2 separate regions of the Mus musculus genome follow, and region 2 is linked to region 1. Evidence: chromatin contacts called from public Micro-C data. All regions are on one chromosome and are shown on one strand. The core of a region is the stretch at or near the end of the contact, and the rest is flanking DNA. Distances in the headings are between cores, read along the strand shown. Region 1 overlaps Gm42040 (a long non-coding RNA gene). Region 2 overlaps Zfhx3 (zinc finger homeobox 3).

Evidence for each region. A called contact is a pair of places that touch in the nucleus more often than the background predicts.
Region 2: a Micro-C map of muscle stem cells shows a contact between it and region 1, with 12 times the contacts expected there. The contact joins two enhancer-like sites. A contact is called at or near these places in 1 of 484 Hi-C or Micro-C datasets (muscle stem cells) and 2 of 115 datasets of contacts at active chromatin or transcription factors (astrocytes and embryonic basal ganglia).

What each region holds. Positions count from the first base shown.
Region 1 is chr8:107,791,016-107,797,472 of GRCm38.p6, reverse strand. The region is part of intron 1 of Gm42040 (a long non-coding RNA gene); the gene reads right to left. Among named protein-coding and RNA genes, the nearest start is that of Gm42040, 15 kb to the right of the region's middle. Within about 2 kb of position 5,007, at least 23 of the 459 cell types and tissues checked have an H3K27ac peak or open chromatin away from gene starts, as enhancers often do. A contact at or near this core is called in muscle stem cells, where this site is marked.
Region 2 is chr8:108,746,513-108,752,654 of GRCm38.p6, reverse strand. The region is part of intron 1 of Zfhx3 (zinc finger homeobox 3); the gene reads right to left. Among named protein-coding and RNA genes, the nearest start is that of Zfhx3, 35 kb to the right of the region's middle. Within about 2 kb of position 3,799, at least 105 of the 459 cell types and tissues checked have an H3K27ac peak or open chromatin away from gene starts, as enhancers often do. A contact at or near this core is called in muscle stem cells, where this site is marked.

The DNA.
Region 1 (6,457 bases), core at 3,758-6,257:
GGAGGGAAGGGGGAGTAAATGATGTAATTATATTTTAACTACGAGTAAAATTTAAAAAAGAAGAAGAAGGTGGGAAATGATTGAAAAGATACCCAATGTTGGGCTCTGGACTTCATACACATGCATACCTATATATGTACACCTCCACGTGCACATACACACGAACACATCTGCTCACACTCGGCATGCACAAGTGACCCAACACAGCAAAAATTCATTGGAGGCACGGAAGTACAGACAGTCAGAGACAAGCAGCTCAAGCCTTCAGGAAGCCATTCCCAGCAAACTTGCTGCTCGGCAATTGTTCTGATTTTAGGAAACCACAGGAAAGAACTTGGTGAGCAAGGGGAGAAGGAGAGTCAAACACTCCTGCCTTCTAAAAGCTCAGGGGGTTGGCGGTTCTGACTCTAACAGTTACCTTCGAGGTAAAATTAATTATTAATTGGCAAAGCCTGGACACGGAATGATTGCTATCAATATTTTAATACTTTCTCTGCTAATTTCATTCTCACCAGAATGCCGAAGAGCTGTTTGCTTTCTGCAAAGCTTTGCCATAATGAACGTCTTAAGGTTTCCAACCCTCCGGAATGCTCCGAGTCTCCTTTAATTTCTAAGATCAAACAAATTGGGGGAGAAGCAAAGGTTCACACCTAGTTCCTACAAACGGATCATTTTTCCCATTCTTTGAGGGCTCATGAACTTTGGAGTGGTGTTCGTTTTTAACTTCCCACCCATGCTACACGTTATCTATTCAGATGTGTGTTTGTCATGGTCTGGGGGCCTCTGGGTACAACTGGGACCTGTAGAGGTAGAAAGTAGACTTAGCATGGAAGTCCTCTCTAGAGCCAGCTTCTAGAAGCACCCAGCTAAAACACATCTTATTTCAGGTTCCTCCCAAAAGGTTTTAGAGACTCCTTGGGACTGGCCAAGTCACAAATGAGTGTGGGCAAACAGGAAATGAGGCAGAGGCGGGAGAATTGGGAGTCCCGGACCAAGCTGGACTACATGGAGACATCCGGCCTTGTCTATCTGAAACTCTAAAATGCAGAGAGGGTGGAGATGGGACTCAGCATGCTGGGTCTGATACCTAGCGCCCTATAAACTAGATCTGGTAGAGTGGGCTTGTGACCCTAGTACTTAGGAGGTAGAGGCAGGAGGATCAGAAATTTAAAGTCATCCTCTGCTACATCAAGGCCAGACTGAGACACATGAGACCTTGTCTCTGATTTAAAGAAGAAGAAAAAAAAATCTCTCCACTTTAGTTTTTCATGGTCCAGTGGCCCAGAGAATGTGCTGATGAACAACCTGGAGATGTCAGTCTAAGAAAAATCTCAGATTCCAAGATGACCTTCACTTGGCCTCAGGAACAGAGCCATGGGCTTTAAGGTTGGAGGCAAGGCTCCAGGGCAGACTAGGGGAAAGCCAGCAGAGGTTGTCATCGCCCAGGGCATGTAAAACCCAGAAGGGCTATGCTGGGGAAAATATTCCCTGGCCACATTGGATTTTCTATATACTCAGAAAAGAGTCACATTACAATAACTTTTATAAATTACAAGATGAGTCCAGTGAGATGGACCAGGGGATAAAGGTGCTTGCCACCAAGCCTGATGACCTAAGCTCCATCCCCAGGACCCACATAGTAGAAAGAAAGAGCTAACTACTGCCCTGCAAGTTGTCCTCTAACTTCTATGTGCATTTGTAAGCATGTACACATGGATGGACACACACACACACACACACATACACACAAACACACGCACACACAGAGAGATAAATAAACATTTTGAAAGAACTAAAATTAATTTTATAAAAAGTTAAAAAAGACTATCAACTGCGTCATCCAACATCCTAAGAGCTAGAGGGAGTGGTGCTGTCTTGGGCTCCTATAGACACTAGCCAGAGATTTATCCCCACATGGTATATTTAACAGCATATACCTGTCCCCTCTAAGTATCTCATACCCTTCAGCCTGTGGCCAATTTCAACCACTGCTTGGGATCTTTAGGAGGTTCATTTCTGGATCCCTAGATATCAAAATATACAGATATTCAAGTCCCTTGTATAAGCAGCATAATATTCGTTTACAAGCTATCACACCTTCCTGTGCATCGGGAAGAGTCCCTAATAAGGAGTTAGCTTATGTTGTTTAGGAAATAATCATGAGGATGCAGATCATACGTGTTCAGTGCAGATGTAATTTTTCTCTCCAATGTGTCTGACTGTGTAAATTCACTGGCTCGGTAAATCGTCACGTGCCGTTTGAGATCACAGGGAAGTTGGCTCCAGAAATGGGCTGGCGCTCCTTCTTCTTCAGACACAGAACATTTATATCTCAAGCGACCTCTAAGCCTCCTTATCTGGGGATGTTACCAACCCAGCTCTACACGGTGGGGAGGAAAGTACAATAACACCACCCAAGAGTAAAAACAGTGTGTTCTTGAGAACAGCCAGATGTTAGCCAGAGGTTACTGCTGTTTATTCCATGGTATATAAGTACCCACGGTGTTGTGCTGGCTACTGAAACAAGCTAGACTCATCAGAGAGGAGGGAATCACAATTGAGGAAATGCCTCCGTGAGATCTGGCTGTAGGCAAGCTGGCAGGGTATTTTCTTGATTGATGACTAAAGTCTGAGGGTCCGGCCTCTTATGGGTGGCACAACTTCCCTCGGCAGGTGGTTCTGCAGGATGTAAGGAAGTAGGCTGAACAAGCCCTGAGGATCAAGCCAGTAAAAAGCACTCCTCCACGTCTATGTCATTTCCTGACTCTAGGTTTCTACCTTGGGTTCCTGCCCTGACTTCCTCTGATGATGGACTGCAATGTGGAAGTGTAAGGAGAAACAAACCCTTTCTTCCCCAACTTGCTTTTGGCCGTGGTATTTCACCAGAGTAATAGAAAGCCTAATTAAGGCAATGTCATCCAGGGAGTCACTCGGCTTGCCTGGGACTCTCCCTATTGGGACCTTAACTGGCTGTCTTAAAAGCACTCAGTCAGTTTCTGTAAGGTGCTTTGAGAGCTGGTTGGGTGACGTCTTCCATCCATTGCCTATCTGTTGCTCAACATTTATTCTTTGACTTTGGCTCATTCTAGACGTGATGAACTCACTTATTCAAAGCTTGAGATACATCTATGGAAAAGCATTCTCTGCTCTGTACAGAACAGAATGGGGATTACTTGGGTCCTCAGACAAAGAAGTCATTGATATGAGGCTTGTCTACTCTCCGCTCCCAAACAGCAGCTCTGGCTGACCACATTCCTCCCACAGGGAAAAGAGCAGTGTCTTCGTTGGCTGTTGCCAGGTACCTTGATCATCACTCGACACTCATCCTCTCCCTCAAGACATCCAAACCATCGCCAGTCATCACTGATACAGTGCCTTCCACAGCCGTCCAGTCTGTTACTTGCCTACCTGCACTGGCATACAAGCTGGATTCAGTTTGGCCACCATGTTTCTTTGACTCTTCACTAACCCTCTCTACTCTCCAGCCTCTGCCAACGCATCTCCTGAACTCAACCACAGTAGTGTTACTCAGAACACTTCTCAATGGGGCACTGCCCAACCTAAGCTCCTTCAGAGCTCTTGATGCCCTGGGGCCATGGCCAAGCTCTCCATCGTACATCCTAGATCAATCAGGCTCTCTGTTGTACATTCTGGATCAATCCTGGAACTTCTGACCAAATCTCATCTCTCCCCAATTCAGAAAACCTGAATTCCTGGACCCCTTAATACATATGTTCTTACTCTGTTTGAGGTTTTAATCTGACCCCATTTTACAGTTAAAGAAACTGAGACATAGGATAACTAATTAAACACAGCACAGTGTATAAATAGAGGGGCCTGGATCACAGACATGCTCCCAGCATTGACTACTAAACCTCACAGTGCTTCTGGATATAATCTGAATAAACCACGTTTGAACTCGTGACATATAAAGACAAATGTGTGTCAGTTGACATAAATACAATCTCTATGTGTCAAGGTTGAGGGTACTCCCAATGGCCAGAGGGTCTGTTCTGAAAATCTTCATAGGAACATCCTCTAAGGCAAACATTACACCCTCTGGCTTACTGTACAACCCACCAGGGAATTTGCTCCATTTATATTAACATTTTAGACCTACTTTGAGGAACAATAATGCAAAGATATCACAACATAGAGTTATTCTCTTGCCAAAAAAAACTCTAAAACTACATAATTAATATTACAGAAAGATGTGAGTTCCGAGTGCTTCGGAAATCCAAACTGCATGTCATTTTGCCATCTATAGTTTATTAACAAAATTAGATGCAGCTTTTTTTCTATTAACTGCTGTACATTTTTCTGATGTTAAATCAATACAGTTTCCATTTTTCATGGAACACAAATTTAGGAAATTAAATACATCAGACAAGTGGTCATAATGCAACCGTGAAATGACAGAGGCGAGATTAAAATAATGGCCACCATTCATCATACACATTTGCATCCTCGAATAGCAAAAGTCCTAATTGCTTGCCTCGGGTTCTTATAAGTAGAAAGCAAAATATGGATTAACAGATTGCCCTTTCTGTCTTCCAGGAGGAAAATTCCTGGGCACATATCTGTGGCCAATAAGTCATTCATTGATTGACTCCTGTAATAGACTTGTTTAGTTGCTAGAACTGATACTTACTTGTTTTAAGGACTTCAAGCAGTGGGGTGTGGCAGCAGGGTATTTGTTAGTAAGCAAATATCTTGAAATATTTAAAAAACAGGCTGGAGAGATGACTCAGCAGTTAAGAGCATTGACTGCTCTTCCAAAGGTCCTGAGTTCAAATCCCAGCAACCACATGGTGCCGGGGATTAGAACTTGTTCTCAGACTGCTTCTTTCTGTCTCTACAGACATCCCAGAAATCTGAGTTCTCAGCTGGAACCTGGGAGATTTGTATTACAGCATGAGAGACTGAAGGCTGCCTTCTTTTCTCTCTAGTGGTGCCTGCTAGGAGGAGTGACTCATTGAACTTTTTAGGCAATCGCAGCAGATGTTGTGGGGGAGATGTGGTTACTCAGGGTCAGAGCTTGTCCGGGGCTGGCAACAATGTACTAAAACAGCATACCCAGGTTAATTTCAACAGCACAATCTTTTGGAAGTAGCTACAGTCCACAGTCTCCAGCACTACTAATTGTCCAAAGGAGGAGATACAGAGAATTATTCAAAGCATAATATGACAGGAAGTGGGGAAAGCACATCCCATAGTTACTGGCCACAAAACAAACTCAAAATACCATTTTCACTCATTTGAATTCTTCTTGGCCCGAACATTCCATCAATCCATTGCCTTTTCCCTCAAGATCTTTCTTTCTTAAACATTTTTAAAACCCGTAAAAGAATTATGGCCTAAGCTGTAAGTGGTCTCTATTTTCTGTTGAAAATCTATGACAGCTTGCCAGAGTGACAACAGTAATCCGTCTTCAATGGATCTGGTGTCACAGATTCAGGGGATGGGTAGTAAATGTGACAAGTTTCAGATGCGCTAACCAGAGAAAGTCCCTCAGCCACTCTCTTCCCTGATTCCCATGACTGCCCCCATTCTTGCCTGCTCTACAACAGACTTAATAATGGGTCTAGCATCTTCCATATCCCCAACACTGGCAGCTGGGACAAAGCCATGGTGAGCATTAACCACCATCTGATGCCCCATCTCCAGAACTTCCGCCTTTCTCACCATTCTAGTCATTTCTAGAAAAATGCTCTGTTCCGCAGAGGTAGCGCTGACCTACTTGCAAGTGTTTGTTAGTTTGAACAAACTAAATAAATGAGAGGGAGGACAAGCTTTTAAAATTCCACTACAGTGAAGCAAACCTCCTGACTTGTCATGTCCGGGCAGATGCAGGTTTTCTGAGAATTTGCCAGTGTGTCAAAGTGACAGGAGAGAAAAAAAATCTGTTCCCAAGCTCCTTTAGTCAAGTAAATACTTGGAAATCCACTGTGTAACTAAGAGGCATAGCATCCTGGCCTTTTCAAAGATACAATGTAAACAACCTGCATGGATAGATAGACAGGATTTTGGAGGTCAATACAGAAGGAGGAGGAGAGAGAAAGGACAAATAATACTAAGGATGTTTGAAAAAGCCTTAAGGAGCCATATTCTCTATTTGTACCAATTATACACACACAGACACACAAACATATTAAATGAAATTATACATACACTCGTGCACACACACACACACACACACACACACACACACACACATATCTTAAGTGAAATCAAGCCACTGGGCTGACATTGCTCCTCCATGTGACCCATAGAATATATAATAAAACCCCAGTGCCAGGCACAAGAAACCTCTCATGTTGTTGGTCAAGTTACTTGAAGATAACTCTCAAAACAAGGCGATTGCTGTTGTCTTTGAACACCTCCCTGTTGCTGAAGGCACCATAGTTTGGACCAGAATGCAAAAGACATATCTGAATCTGACCTGAAAACCACCTCC
Region 2 (6,142 bases), core at 2,550-5,049, 960 kb before region 1:
TGGGAACTGTTAACATAGTACTTGCTACCTAGAAGTGTGAAGAAGAGCACACAGGCCATCGATCTAATTCCTTCCACTTAACTAGAAATGCTGCTGCCTTTCTCAGGTCTATTTTCCTATGATTTCACTCCATTGTGTGATCTTGGTATTTTCTAACCAGTTTTCCCTAGTTGACGGGGATACGTGTGTGTGTGTGTGTGTGTGTGTGTGTGTGTTGTGTGTGTAGTGTTTTAAATTTTTTTTTACTTTGCAACTCAACTCCTTAATCAAATTCCAACGTATTTGACTGTCCTAGGAAGACAATAACATCTAACCCATTGCTTCTTTTTAACTGTTATTTGACTCTGGTTTGCTGGCCAATTCAATAAGGCAGGAAAAAGGAATGAATTGTCTTTGTTTCCTTCCGCTGGGCCCAAACTGCTGCCTCAGCGCTCCTCTATTGAGTCTGAAGCTGTTGTATGAACGCAATCTCTTGCAACAAACTAGAAAAAAAGAATAACAACAAGTGTCCTTCTGCATGCAGATGCTTCTCTTTGCTCTACTTATATGGCCATACAGCGAAGGCGTCAATCCCTTCTTACTTCCCTGGGATGAGCCCTCTCATCATGGCTCTTTTTGAAAGACCGCTAAAAATCTAGGTGTGACTAGCCTCCGGCATTCTGCACCTACGAGTAATCTTCTCTCTCCTATTCTTTTTCTCGAGTCAGGATCTGAGTATCAAAGTCACTCCTGTCCTGCCTTCTCCTCCAGGGTCACATCGCTGCCCCCTGGGTTCTCGGCATCTTTGGACACTCTGTGACAGTGCTGGTTCCTGGAACTGTGATAATTCTGTAAGCTCTGGAAAAATTTACTGCACGGGCAATTATTTTGTCTACTAAAGTTTAAAGAACTTAACTCACCCATTAAACTCACTGCATCCCAGGCCTTTCTTGGGAAGGCTTTGGGATGTTTTATTATTGTCATTCACATTTCTCTCTCTCTCTCTCTCTCTCTCTCTCTTTCTCTCTCTCTCTCAACTTCTCTTCTAGTTCTTGGTTTAAATTTTTAGATGTCTGAGTCATTTCCCTAAAATAGTCTCCTCCCTGGGATTTTTCACATTTGTATTTTAAATGACTGTATTTTATCTCACAAAAAAAAAAAAAAGATTTCATTTCAAATACAAGGTAGAATGCTACTCCATTTCCACAATGCCAACTTGGTTTTAGCTCTTTTCTTACTTAGACGCCATAATGACTTGGCCCATTTCTTTTTCTTTCTCCCCCCAAATAGGTAGCTCTTAGATTTATCAATTCAAATGTTTCGATTGGCCTGGCCCATTAAGTCCACTTGTTTCCTAGTATTCTTTCTCAATACATCTTTTCTTACTTATTCTTCCCAACTCTAAACTGAAAGTTAAATCCATTTATTCTCACTACCCCCCATTTAATAACGGACGGGCTTCAAACTACAAATGTGTCCCCTAAACGCAAACTTGGCAGTGACCGCTACACCTTGGTTCTCTGAACGCTGAGGTCTTCCTCGTGACCGTAGTACAGCATGCTTTACTCGTGAACAGGGGAACATGTCAATTCTAGTTTGTCTAAGAGTCTGGTGCAGGCCAGGCTGATCTGGAAAGCTTTTACGTGGCTGAGGATGACAACTTCTGTGTCTCTGGCCACGCCCCAAGTGCTGAGGTCACAGGCCTGGGCCACCATTGCCAGTTTATGTAATAGGAGGGATCAAGCCCAGGGCTTCCTGCATGCTAAGCCAGCACTCTTATCCACGGAACTCACCCCCAGCCCCTTTTCATTAATTAATAAGCACACTGTCCCTCAATGGAAATAAAACCACAGAAATTCCAAATATATTACCCAATCAGTGCCCATACTTTAAGTGAAAGTCGGAGTTCTGGTTCCCTGAGCAAGGCTTGGCCCTATGATGTTATAGCTATGGCCTGAGAAGAGAAAAGGCAGATAAAAAGAAGTAAATAAATAAATAAATAAATAACCTCTTAATTCTGTAATTTGTACGATTTCCAAGTTTGGAAAAAAAAAAAAGTAAGATCTTGGGGAAAACTGGGGGCGAAAAATCAACCTTATGAGTTCACTGGTATTCAGTCAGGCTGCTATTCTGAAAACTCCCAATTCACAGGGTGAAGTGGAGAAGACAGTCTCAGTTTTTCCCACCCTCTCCTATCTTCTCAAGTGCTGCTGTGCATCTCTGCGGCTGCGGACCCCATTATTGCTCCGTGTGAATGGCGATCCCAAATTAATTGAATTAACCTGTGATAAAAGGTCTTCTGCCACATCAACTCCTTTCCTTCCTCTCGAGGACTCTGTCACTTTCTCAAGTTGGAGAGAGAGAAGAAAAGTGAAGTCCATAAATCAGTTTTCCAGTTTCTGTTGAAGGAAGCTGCTTCCTACTTCTAATTTCTGCAACTGGGAAATTCTGTATATTATGTTACCCTCTAATGAAGGATGCCAGTAAACAGAAATCCACACGCCTGCACACGACAGATTATTACATTCTACAGAACTGCAAACACTACCAAGTTATGCACTCTTGGGAACACTGTTAGTGAGGTGTGGTTATTTAACGCCTCATCCACTTAAAAAAAAAATTCATTCCATATGGATGAAAAATGAGCACACTAGCTTGAATATGGGAAAAATAGAAAATGTAATCATATATTACTTAAAATCTATAATGCTTTATGCAAAGATAAGGGAGAAGTAGCCAAGCTTGGGGATTTAGAGCTTCTCAAAATACAAAGGGCATTACCTCATTGCAGGCCGCTAGTCTCCACCCTCACACACTGGCTAGAGACAAGCAGCCTAAGTCAAGGCCTTCCCATTACACTTTTTAAAAATAAAAAGAAAGTGTGTGTCTGTGTGTCTGTCTCTGTGTCTATATGTGTGTGTGTCTGTGTGGCTCTGTGTCTCTCTGTGTGTCTGTATATATGAATCTGTGTGTGTGTCTATTTGTCTCTGTGTCTGTCTGGATGTGTATCTGTGTCTGTCTGTGTATCTGTGTGTGTCTGTCTGTGTATCTGTGTATGTCTGTGTGTGTATGTCTGTGTCTCTGTATATGTGTCTGTGTGGTGTGTGTGTGTGTGTGTGTGTGTGTGTGTGTGTGAGTATGGATTGAGATGGACCAAGCTCTCCCCCCTCACCCCACCCCTACCCCCGTGAGCCATCCCACAAGTCTCCTTTCTCTAAGTTCTCACTACATAAGAAAGTCTCAACCCACTGGATGCCTGTGGGCTTCCACACACAGAACAACACTCTGTGGCACCACGACTCCAGCTGCAGAAACCTGACAGCTCAGAGACTGTAACAACTCTTCCTACAGAGGCCAGGCCACCCTCCAGACACCCTCAGAACATAGAAAAAAAAAAAAAAAAGCCCCAGCTATAGGGAAGGAAACCACCCCACCCCTGGCCCCTGCAAGCCTGGCGGCCTCGCTCACATTCTCTGTCTTCTGAGCCCCAGAGGTTCAGCACCCCCTGCGGCTAAGACAAAAGAGAGACCACAGGAAAACCAACTGCCCTTTTGGCTGGTCCCTAGCAAAGGGGAAGTGTAAAAGTGCAGAGAGGAGAGCGGAGCAGCTGCACTAATCCTGTTTTGTCCTGCAGTAATTAATAGTATAATCCACATTTCAGATGCATTAAAGCGAAAATACCGCATTATCCAAGGACTGGGCACACAGCCCCAGGGCAGAACCTCCCCTGCTGACCTGCAGGACCAGGTGACCTCATCTTAGCCTCCTCCTCTCTGGGGAGCTGACTCTAGACACCTCATAAAAGAACTGAGCTGGCAGCCAGGAATCTCCAGTCTGCTGAATATGTCGGGTCTGTCTTTGGAAGCTACACCCTCAGAGTAGCAGTGTCCAGAAGGTCTGACCCACCGGATCCATTCACCTCCTAAACTAAGTACCACAAGGGCTGGCACTACATATGTGCTAATGCTGTAAACTTAGGGGTAGATTTTTTTTTTAAGATTTAAGGTAAATCTTTCCCAAGAGATAATGCTGCAATTTATATAAATAAATAAAAATAAATAATTTTTAAAGGCATATGTAGAATTAAGATGTCCTTTGTAGATGCCTTTTGGTGGGAACACGCCAGTTTTGCTACTAAGGGAGGTCTTCACGGACACTCTGGGACTACTGGATAAGTTCCTGTCTAGGTCTAGAAAACTGACAGTTGTTTCCTAAGCCCAAAGAGGAAGCATTTTCCACGGCTACCAAAACAAGAATCTGTACCGGAAGGGACACTATCGGCTCACGAAACCAAAAAAAGATGAAATCATGCTAAATGCTGCAGGCAAATGTCAGAAACACTGAAAAGCAGAGGCAGCTTGAACCAGTGTCTACACTGCCACGGTCAGAGGCCGAACCCGCCTGACAGGGGACCCTGCCTCAATTCTCCAACACCAAAGCACGGACAGGAACATCCTGCAGTAAGCAGAAACCGTACACCCCGTTCATCTCCAGAACTTGGCTGTGCTGGGTCTCAACTCAGCCTGAGTCTAGAGCCTAATGCCCACTGGCGGCCAGGACTAAATTCCTCTAAGTTCTTCTTGGAACTTGGCTGAAACTAACTCTTCTTAAAAGAGTAACCTTAAGTTTTTATTTTCCCTTTTTTTTTGGGGGGGGGTTGTTTTATATATGAGTGTTTTGCCTGCCTGGTTGCAAATGCACTGTGTGCAAGCCTTGCGTCCCCAGTATTGAAAGTGGAGTTACAGAGGAAGGTACACAACCCTGTAGGTGCTGCCAATCCAACCTCTGGAAGAGCAGACACTGCTCTAACCTGGAAAGACTTCTTGATCTTGGTAACTGAGTCGAAAAAGAAAATCGTGTTATCTCCCAGTTTTGAGAGTGTTGCAATCTGGGAACATCATTACCCAAGATTTCTGCCCTGGCGATTCTTCCCTAGAGAGTGGGTGGTTAGCTCAGTGGGAGAACTTGTGCTTGCCACACGTCCCTGGGTTCAAGTCCCAGCACCTGGTGGTGGAGGGAGATGCTTACCTAGAACTTAATACACTGCTCCATGATATTATTAATAATTCTAACTCACCCACACCCACCACCACCCCCAAAAAATCAGTTCCACTAAGTTCTTAAGAATACCTCTAGAACCAGGCATAGTGGCACACGCCTTTAATCCCAGCACTTGGGAGGCAGAGGCAGGTGGATTTCTGAGTTCAAGGCCAGCCTGGTCTACAGAGTGAGTTCCAGAACAGCCGGGGCTACACAGAGAAACCCTGTCTCGAAAAACCAAAAAATAAAAAAAATTAAAAAGTAAAAAGAATACCTCTAGAGTCTGGCCAAGAAATGAACCATCTGCATGACCCTGGTTAGTAGAAAATGCACCCACAGATGGAAAACGCACTCCAGAAACCGAATCAGGATTCCTTGCTCCCCTAAAAACTGCCAAAAAAGTCACAATGAAGCCATGAGGCCTGTCATCTGGCTCCATTTTTGACGCTATGTCACAGACCAGTCATTCCCACATCCCCTGATCATCTCTAGTACAAGGAAGGTGGAGAGGAAACCACCACCATGCACACTTTCCTGCCTGTCCCCTCTAAGTGACCAACACACCACGCCCATCTAACTGTAACCTTTGCTTCCTTCTACACTGCCTGAGCTCATCCGCCACAGACTCACGTGAAGACCCTTTACATACTCTCTCCTCCTTTCTCTCTCAACTTCTACCCTTAGGAGCTCAACATACTATAGTTTTAGCCAAACAATAAATACCACACTGCTTGGGAAGGAGAGAGGCTTCTAAAGTTTGCATCTAAGCCTCCCTCCCTATTTCTAAGAGATGGTCTTTAGTGAGACAGGTAGAGATAACATAAGATGTCAGTGTGTAGCGCTGGCATCACCTTTACCCTCCAACCACACACTTCCAGACCCACCAACTACAGCAGCTCCCCCACAGCACCCCACTGTGAGTTAAAGACCAGCCTTCCAACATGCCCGCATCTGACTTATCTGGATCTGGGAGTGTATTGCCTTATATGGCAGAAGAGACCTTGAAGATGGGATAGAGTTAAGGATCTCCAAATAGGACACATTATCTTGGATTATCAAGATGGCCCTGCTGTAATCACAGGGTTCCTTAAGTCAGGGACAAAGGACAAGACCCAGTGCACAG